Regions from separate parts of the Zea mays genome. Here region 1 is linked to region 2. Evidence: chromatin contacts called from public Hi-C data. All regions are on one chromosome and are shown on one strand. Each heading gives the region's core, a stretch centred on a gene start, on an enhancer-like site or on the middle of the called end of the contact. The rest is flanking DNA. Distances are from core to core; before and after follow the strand shown. Region 1 holds the start of LOC100502353 (Octicosapeptide/Phox/Bem1p family protein). Region 2 holds the start of LOC103633283 (eukaryotic translation initiation factor 4G).

Region 1 (4,439 bases), core at 698-3,197, 150 kb before region 2:
CCCAGGGGTCCGGGCACGCTTGTGGCGGTTCTGGACCTTACCCAGGGGTCCGGTCCGTACACACAGGGGTCCGACACTTTCCCATGGGAGTCTAGACCCACTGTTGATATCCTAGGTTCTATCGTCTTTTTTCTCCGACCACGTGGAGATCCTGGGGCCGACCATGTGGTGGGGTCAGGTACTGTTCGCCACGCGACTAAGGATAGCCGCATGGACAGCGCACTTTCATACTGTAGTAACGGGTACCCCTACTTCAGGGTACTGACAGTGTCCATTCACTTGCCTGATTCGATTTGATCGCAATCACACTTGCATTTACATTCAAATTATTGTCTTGTGTGGTAGTTGTTCTAAGTAACTCTAGAGTACGTCATAACTGTAACTAGTTGTTTTTTATTCACTTATTAGCACTCATGTGTAATTGTGTAATTGTATAGTTGCTAATTTGTGTGCTTAAGTGAAATCAAACTAGAGACTTGTCAACTAGAATTTTTGAAGGGGCTTGCTTGTTGTGAAATAGAGCTAGAGCGAGTATTTGAATTTGTTCCACCTTCTATAATCTAACTTTGGTCTAGCATTTTATGGACTTGAAAGAAAAATTTATAGGTTATTTACCCCCTTCTATCCATCTAAATCATATCAAATTGCCTAGATCTAGATGAAAACTTCATTCTAACCACAACAACTAAAATATTTGTTTCTCGTGATCTTTTTTAACTCATTCCATGACATCTATAACAACATACATACCCTTGCAATTTCAATGAATGGGTGGCTCAGGAACCACCGACACAGCCACGAAGAGTGACAAAGGAGGTGGAAAATAAAGGCCAATACTTTGTGAAGATGACTCGAGCTCGTGAGGTGGAACAACAGAGGAGGCTTGATCAAGAGTGATGCTTGAGGGCGGACCAAATTTGTCTAAAGAGCAAGGAGGATGAACTTGTAAGGAGACAAGAGCAATTAAGTCTGTGTGAAGGAGACATCAAGCATTATGAGAAAGAACATCAAGCTTGAGGCATCTCTCAATAATAAAAGTGATCAAAAGAAGGATGATATGGAACCATCTTACGGGTGTGAGAGAAAGGAGAAAAAGCCAAGTTACACCCTGTAAAAAATATAAAAATCTAGCAAGTTGTATTCCCTAAGCTAGGCATGATAGATTGATAGGATTAGTGGTGGAGCTCTAAATATTAGGGTTTTGGGTTTACTTGACACCAAGCTTGGTGCTGACATTAGTGAAATGATATGCAGTGTCAAGCTCAATATTAAGATTCATTGTGCTGAACTGACTGTCAGATTACCGCCACATAGCTTGGTACCATAGATCATGATCTAAGATGCATTACCTATATGTTGTTGTTGTGATTTCTAACGTTAAGTCCACCCAAACAATAAAAAGGTCAGTTTCTAGCTTAGAGCAAGGTTAATAATATAGCTCATATTGGACATTATAATGTTGCCATGTGAAAGGTTTCTCGTGGATTTTGGTGTTTTGGATGACAATACACTTAAAAGTCTAATTAGACTGTTAAGTAAATACTTAATGAAAAGTTTACAAGGCTCAACACATGGAGACAAGAGTGATATACCATATAATATTTTGGTGCTCGTTGTTGCAAGTGTGCCCTCTCTTCCATGATGTTATGTGTCCGCCCCTGTTTTTAAGGAACATTATTACTGATCATTATCGTCAACCAGAAAATTAAAGGTAGCCGTCCATTTTGGCAGCATGCAAATCCTGTAAATAATTTGAACTTTGAACTCTTAAATATGAAATTTCAATTTTTAAACAGAGGCTGGACATGCCAAATCAATCACTGCAGTATCGGATCCTACAGCTAGCCGCCGAGCCAGCCCCACTAGCCTAGCACCCCGAATAGAAACCAGGCTCCATCTCTCTAGTCTCTAGCAACTTGCGATTCCCAAATCCCGATGCGCCCTCACAACTAGCACCTCCGCCTCGCGGCTCGCTCCATCCCTTCCACCACCACCGCCTCACCACTCACCAGTCACCACTCCCCTATCACGGGACGGGACCACCGCCGCCGCGTCCTATGACGTCGCCGTCCTCGCACCACCCGGACTCCACCTCGGCGTCCTCGACCCCTCGCGCCGGTGTCGGGAACGGCGGCATCCACCACCTCCATCCGCCATCTCTGCACCCGGCGCCCGCGCCTACCCCGGCTGCTCCCCCCGCGCAGGCGCAGGCGGCGCACGGGGGCCCGCAAGTGCGCCTCATGTGCAGCTTCGGCGGCCGCATCTTACCGCGCCCTGGGGACCGCCAGCTGCGCTACGTCGGCGGGGAGACCCGCATCGTCTCCTTCCCGCGCGCCGTGACTTCCTTCGCCGCCCTCGTCGCCGCGCTCGCCAAGGTCGCGCCCGTGCTCTTCGCCCCGGGGGCGCCCAGGCCGTCGCTCAAGTACCAGCTGCCCCAGGACGACCTCGACTCGCTCGTCTCCATCACCTCCGACGACGACGTCGACCACCTCATGGACGAGCTTGACCGCATCCAAGACCTCTCCGCCAACGTCGCCAGGCCACCCCGCCTCCGCGTCTTCCTCTTCGCGCCCGCGCCTGACGCCGCCTTCGGCTCCGTCTTCTCCGGCACCACCAGTGAGGCCGCCTCCACCGACCAGTGGTTTGTCGACGCGCTAAACGCCCCCGCGCCGCAGCCGCACCCCACCGAGCGCGGCCGATCCGAGGCCTCCTCGATCGTCTCCGAGGTTCCCGACTACCTCTTCGGCCTCGAAACCACGTCCGGTGAGCCCAGCCCCGGCCCCGCGGCGGCCCGCGCCAAGTCCGACGCCACGGAGACTCCGCGCCACCACGACGACGACGAATGCGACGTGCCACCTTCCGCGCGCCAGATGCCCTACGTCGTAGAGGGAGCGTCATCGTGGCCCGCCCCGCCGCCGCCGTACATGGCGCAGCCTGTGTACTACTTCCCCGTGCCGCCGCCGGTCCACTATCTCGAACCGTCTGCGCAGGGCGGCTACATGCCTCGCCCGGTCTACCACATTGTCGGTGGCGGAGGAAGCGAGGCGCCTGGCGGAGATCTTCACGCGGCCGGCGGCGTCTACGGCGTCCCGCAGCACATGCAGGCGTTCCCGCCGATGATGTACGCGCCGCCGCGCGCGGTCGTCTACAACTACAACTCGGAGGGGATGCCATCGCTGCCTCCCGAAGGTGGGGCACACTCTTCCTAGGCGCATCGGCTTCACATCTCTGGTTCCTGATTATTATTGCAGATGCCTGAGTTCTGCGTGCGTATTAGATTTTTATCGATTCGTCTTGGTTGGTGTATAGATGAGGGAGGCGGATGATGGATAGATATTATTGCAGTTTTCGTCTAGTGGAAATATATTCGTGAAATGGATCTATGAGCATGATATAATACTAAGTAGTATAGTATTTGGTGTGATTAATCAGTACCGAGTTAATGTAATGTTGGATTCATATATTCTAGGTGGCTCTGGTCTTCTTCCTCTGGAAGCCAATTTTGGGTATTTTATATTTACATAAACTGGATGTTGGGTGAATGTTCTAAGCAGCATGTGCTGTAAAACTGTCGATTACTTGGGATCTTCAAAAGTTACGTGGAACCTCAATAGTGGTTTACTAAATTCGAAACTGCTGTTCTTCTTTGCTTGAGTGTTATATATACTGACTCAATGGATTCTTTCTAGATTTGATCACAGAGATCATGCTTAGCCTGTTTGCATCTTTAATTAGTTTGATGGGTTCATTGGTTTCCTATCTGTATTGAGTTTGTCTGCTGTGGTCGTTCTCTGATTCTACTAATGCTCAGTGATCCAGTGCTACCTCCTGCGGATTCTGAACTTGGAACTGCATGTAAAGCATCTACTTCGGATCTGGTGACATATATATATATATGTTATATATATACACCGGATGTTGAATGAAAATGATTTTGTGCTGTGAAGTGCTTGTTTTGGCTGCTACTGTAACTCAGGGAAAGCTCAATTCCAAATCGATCATGCAGTGCATTTTAGACAGCAGTATTTTCTACTGGCCTTTGCGGAGTGATTTATAGAGTTAGTTCAGTTGATGTGCTGGCTTTTATCTTCGATATCATTATTGTCTTGTTTACAATGGTAGCTCCATGATTTCATTGGATGGATACCATACATACTCAGATGCCATGCCTGTCCTGTTGATCTCGGACTCTGAACTGTTCACCTACGGGTATCGAGTGAGTGACATATCCTGATGGTTCTGAACTTGTAATAGAAAAAGGTGGGTTCCGGTTCATCAGAAGAGTAAGGCCTATGGTTTTGTGAATTATATTTTTTTTTTGTTTTAGAATGCAATGACCTTATTAGATGCAACAAACTTGATCGTTTTGAAAACCACATCATTGTTAAACCTGTTTTGTTTTTAGTTTTGTAAAGTCCACTCCGGACTTCTTATTTCTG
Region 2 (4,841 bases), core at 286-2,785:
AGACAAGATACCTGATTACGTTTTTGTTCATCCAAATTTGGAGGAGCTGAGCTTGTCCTGGCAGGAAATTGCTGTACAAAATTTTATAGATGTAATGTAAGTAGAAAGCAAAAGGTAATTGCTAATACAGAGAGCTTCATGACCCAAGCTGGAGAAAAAAAAAAGAGATAACAAAATCATACCGGTAGCCCATTCATATTTATACTACCAAACTGAAAGTTAAACCCCTTTGATGGTTCTCCTGTAAAGAAATAAACAACAAGAAGAAGGTGGTTAATGATGCAGTATATACCTATCTAAAATATGGTTTGAATAGCCAGAGTGAAGGTGTACAATGCCACCATAGATGGTAAAAATGCACATGCAAGAACATGTAACAGCGTATATAAGGCAAACCTTGCGATCCTCCCTGAGGAAGCGCTGTGTTAGAGTTTTTTGGTAGAGCCCTTGGAGCAGCATGTGTAGCTTTCGGTAGTGGTAACGGCGGATTAGCCGGTTTCTCGCTGGCAGACAATGAAGATGACACATGTGGATCTGGTGAATCAAAAAAAAACATGTGCAATCAAACGAAGGAACACATCATGTTTATCAATCCAAACGGCACCATTCCAAACACAGTACAAGATAGCGGAACAGGACACCTCACTCACCCTGGTGTTGTGGCCGTGATGCGGAGACAGGAACATGCACGGCTGCATTCTGAGGCGCAGGTGGCGGGCGCGCAGGAGTTTGGTGGGTGCCAGGCGCTGGTGCAGGCTGGAAGCCAGTGGTGTCGGGCTGGTTCACCACCCTCTGGTGCCCGCCGTGGCCATTGCCAGGCTTTCTAAAGCTGCAATCAAGATCCAAAGTTCTCATCAAAACCCTATCATCCCTGGCGAGATCAACCAATCGTGCGAAGCAGAGGCAGAGGGCAATCAATCAAATATGGCAGTAATTTACCTGCGGTTGGATGAGAGAGGAGGCTGGCCTGAGGAGCCCGCGCCGCCCTTGCCCGCGCCACCGACTCCGCCTCCGCGGTGGCCGCCGAAGCTGCTGGACCGGCCGGGTCTCCTGGCGTGCCCCTCGCCCCTGTCCCCTCGCTGGGACATAAATCCCCTTCTCTCCTCACCGATCTCCTCCTCCTTCTCCTCCCTACGACAGCCCTGATCCAATCACACACCGGAACAAAAATAAAACATAAAAATCACCCTTACCAACGAAATCGCAGCGAACCCTAGTGCGTATCTCTCAGTCGCTGAGCGCCACGACGGCGGCGCGGAGGCGGAATCACGGCGGCGGATAGGCGAGAGGCGTACCTGGGGGCCCCGGGGGCGGCGGCGCCTAGGGTTTGGTCGTGGCCAGTGCGTGTAGGCGACACGGCGGAGTTGTGTTGGGTTTGTGTTGGGGGATGGGGAGAAGTGTAAGCCAAGCGAGAGGAAGGGAGGGCGTCCCTCTCTAGTAGTATGGCCTGGCCAGCAGCTGCAGCAGCAACAAATCGAAGGCGACGATTACGGAAGGAACAAAAAGTGTAACTAATCGTATCTGAGGTGAGCTTAAGCGGTCAAGGGGCCAGATCGGACGGACGGGGCTGGGTGGCTGGCGTCCGCTCGCGAGGCCGCGATGTGCGCCTTGATCCTAGTTGGTAGCGGGCAGCCGGGCACCTGACGCGAGCGCTATTTGGGTTGGGCCGAAAGGGAGTACACGATGAACGCTGCTGGGTCCGGGGGCTCCAGGCTCCTTCGTTTGGTTCCCCTTGTCTTCGAGGACATGTTTGGGAGAGTTTGGTTGTAGGCTTGTAGCTTCGGTTTTTCTATAAAACAGCTTCTGAAGATTTATCGGTACTTTAACTCAGAGGTACCCTTTACTACAGCATAAAGACGCGGTGCCCACGCGACTATCTCTAGTCACTAGTCACGTGATGAACAGCACCCGACTCCGCCATATGGATGGCCCCAGGGTCGTCATGTGGCCAGAGAAAACGATACATTCCAAGATGCCAATAGTGGGTCCGGATCCCATGGAAAAGTGTCGGACCCCTGTACATGTAGACCAGACCTTTGGAGCAAGGTCCAGGACCCCCGCGAGTGCAACCCGAACCTCCCGAGTCGGGTCCCGAACCCCTCTGCGTGGGGTCCGGACTACCCACAGTCGGGTCCCGGGACTCTAGGGCAGAGAATACCCAGGCCTTGCTCAGGCAGGGGTCCGGTGCCGACATGTGTCGAGGCCCAGCCTGGTGCGGACCTGTCCGCATGACGCTTCTGCTCCCCGCCCAGTGAAAGTCGCCTAGAGGGGGGTGAATAGACGGAATCTGAAATTATAAACTTAAGCACAACTACAAGCCGGGGTTAGCGTTAGAAATATAATCATGTCCGAAAGAGAGGGAGAAAATAAATCACAAGCAAATGAAGAGTGAGACGCGGTGATTTATTTTACCGAGGTTCGGTTCTTGCAAACCTACTCCCCGTTGAGGTGGTCACAAAGACCGGGTCTCTTTCAACCCTTTCCCTCGCTCAAACGGTCACCTAGACCGAGTGAGCTTCCTTCCTTGATTTCCCGGGTCACTTAGACCCCGCAAGGACCACCACATAATTGGTGTCTTTTGCTTCGCTTACAAGGTTTTGAGAGTAAGAATGAGAGAAAGAAGAAAGCCAACCAAGCAACAAGAGCAACAAAAGAACACAAGTCGATCTCCTCACAAGTCCTAAGAACTAGAGTTGAATTGGGGACTTTGATTCGATCGGAGGCTTTGATTTGTGTCTTGGAGTGTTGTGTATTGCTCTTGTGTTGAATGAGGTGTAGTGAATGCTTGGATCATTTGAAGTGTGGTGGTTGGGGGTATTTATAGCCCCAACCACCAATGTGGCCGTTGGTGAAGGCTTCTGTCGTATGGCGCACCGGACAGTCCGGTGCGCCACCGGACACTGTTCGGTGCGCCAGCCACGTCACCAGGCCGTTGGATTTCGACCGTTGGAGCTTCTGATAACTGGGCCACCGGACAGTCCGGTGGTGCACCGGACAGGTCCTGTTCACTGTCCGGTGCGCCTTCTGCGCCTGCTCTGACTTCTGCGCGCGCAGGCGCGCACTGTTTGCTTTTACTGTTCACTTGCAGGCTACCGTTGGCGCGAAGTAGTCGTTGCTCCGCTGGGACACCGGACAGTCCGGTGAATTATAGCGGAGCGGCCTCCCCAGATTCCCGAAGCTGGCAAGTTTGATTTGATTCTCCCTGGTGCACCGGACACTGTCCGGTGGTGCACCGGACAGTCCGGTGCGCCAGACCAGGGCTGCCTCCGGTTTACTTTGCTCCTTTGTTTTGAACCCTTTCTTTTATCTTTGTATTGGTTTGTTGTGAACCTTTGGTACATGTAGAACATATATTCTAGAGCAAACTAGTTAGTCCAATAATTTGTGTTGGGCAATTCAACCACCAAAATTCAATTGGAAAAGGTTTGACCCTATTTCTCTTTCAATCTTCCCCTTTTTGGTGATTGATGCCAACACAAACCAAAGCAAATATAAAAGTGCAGAATTGAACTAGTTTGCATAATGTAAGTGCAAAGGTTGCTTGGAATTGAAACCAATATACTTATTTCAATAGATATGCATGGATTGTTTTCTTCTTATTTAAAATTTTGGACCACGCTTGCACCACTAGTTTTGTTTTTGTAAATACTTTGTAAAATTCTTTTTCAAAACATTTTGCAAATAGTCAAAGGTACATGAATAAGATTGAAAGAAGCATTTTCAAGATTTGAAATTTTCGTCCCCTGTTTCAAATGTTTTTCCTTTGACTTAAACAAAACTCCCCCTAAATAAAATTCTCCTCTTAGTGTTCAAGAGGGTTTTGCAAGTTTTGAAAATATTACTTTCTCCCTCTTTTGAACACAATAAGATATTAGTTTGAACAACTTCATTTTTAAAATTCGGTGGTGGTGCGGTCCTTTTGCTTTGGGCTCATACTTTCTCCCCCTTTGGCATGAATCGCCAAAAACGGATACTTGAGTGAAATAGAAGCCCTTTAACTTTCTCCCCAATGGCAAATAAATAGAGATGAGTGAATATTATACCAAAGTGGAGAATAATACGGAATACCGGCAAATATCAATGGAGTTGAGTGGAAGCGCCTTCTTTGCCGAATACTCCATTTCCCTTTCAATTCTATGACTAAGCATAACAATATACTTAAAAAACACATTAGTCATAGAAATGAAAAGAGATATGATCAAAGGTATAAATGAGCTATGTGTGCAAAGAATCAATCAAAATTCCTAGAACCAAGAATATTTAGCTCATTCCTAAGTTTGGTGAAGGTTTGCTCATCTAAAGGCTTGGTAAAGATATCGGTCAATTGATCTTTGGTGTTAATATAGGCTATCCCGATATCCCCCTTTTGTTGGTGATCTCTCAAAAAGTGATACCGAATGGCTATGTGCTTAGTGCGACTGTGTTCAACGGGATTATCTGCCATGCGGATTGCACTCTCATTGTCACATAGGAGAGGGACTTTGCTAAATTTGTAGCCATAGTCCCTAAGGGTTTGCCTCATCCAAAGCAATTGCGCGCAACAATGGCCTGCGGTAATGTACTCGGCTTCGGCGGTAGAAAGAGCTACTGAGTTTTGTTTCCTTGAAGCCCAAGACACCAGGGATCTCCCCAGAAACTGACAAGTCCCTGATGTGCTCTTCCTATCAATCTTACACCCTGCCCAATCAGCATCGGAATATCCTAATAAATCAAAAGAGGATCCCTTGGGGTACCAAAGACCAAACTTAGGTGTTTGAACTAAATATCTCAAGATTCGCTTCACGACCCTAAGGTGAACTTCCTTAGGATCGGCTTGGAACCTTGCACACATGCATACAGAA

Evidence for each region. A called contact is a pair of places that touch in the nucleus more often than the background predicts.
Region 1: a contact with region 2 is called in a Hi-C map of leaf, with 4 times the contacts expected there. The contact joins the promoter of LOC100502353 here to the promoter of LOC103633283 in region 2. A contact is called at or near these places in 3 of 25 Hi-C or Micro-C datasets (ear, leaf and tassel).

What each region holds. Positions count from the first base shown.
Region 1 is chr7:165,713,946-165,718,384 of Zm-B73-REFERENCE-NAM-5.0, reverse strand. It overlaps LOC100502353 (Octicosapeptide/Phox/Bem1p family protein), which reads left to right and starts at 1,947. Exons shown (of 1, transcript NM_001196831.1): 1 at 1,947-3,371. The coding sequence starts at 2,058. The coding sequence ends at 3,209.
Region 2 is chr7:165,563,424-165,568,264 of Zm-B73-REFERENCE-NAM-5.0, reverse strand. LOC103633283 (eukaryotic translation initiation factor 4G) reads right to left here and starts at 1,535. Exons shown (of 12, transcript XM_023300574.1): 1 at 1,296-1,535; 2 at 940-1,131; 3 at 651-829; 4 at 397-534; 5 at 183-241; 6 at 12-71. The coding sequence starts at 1,088.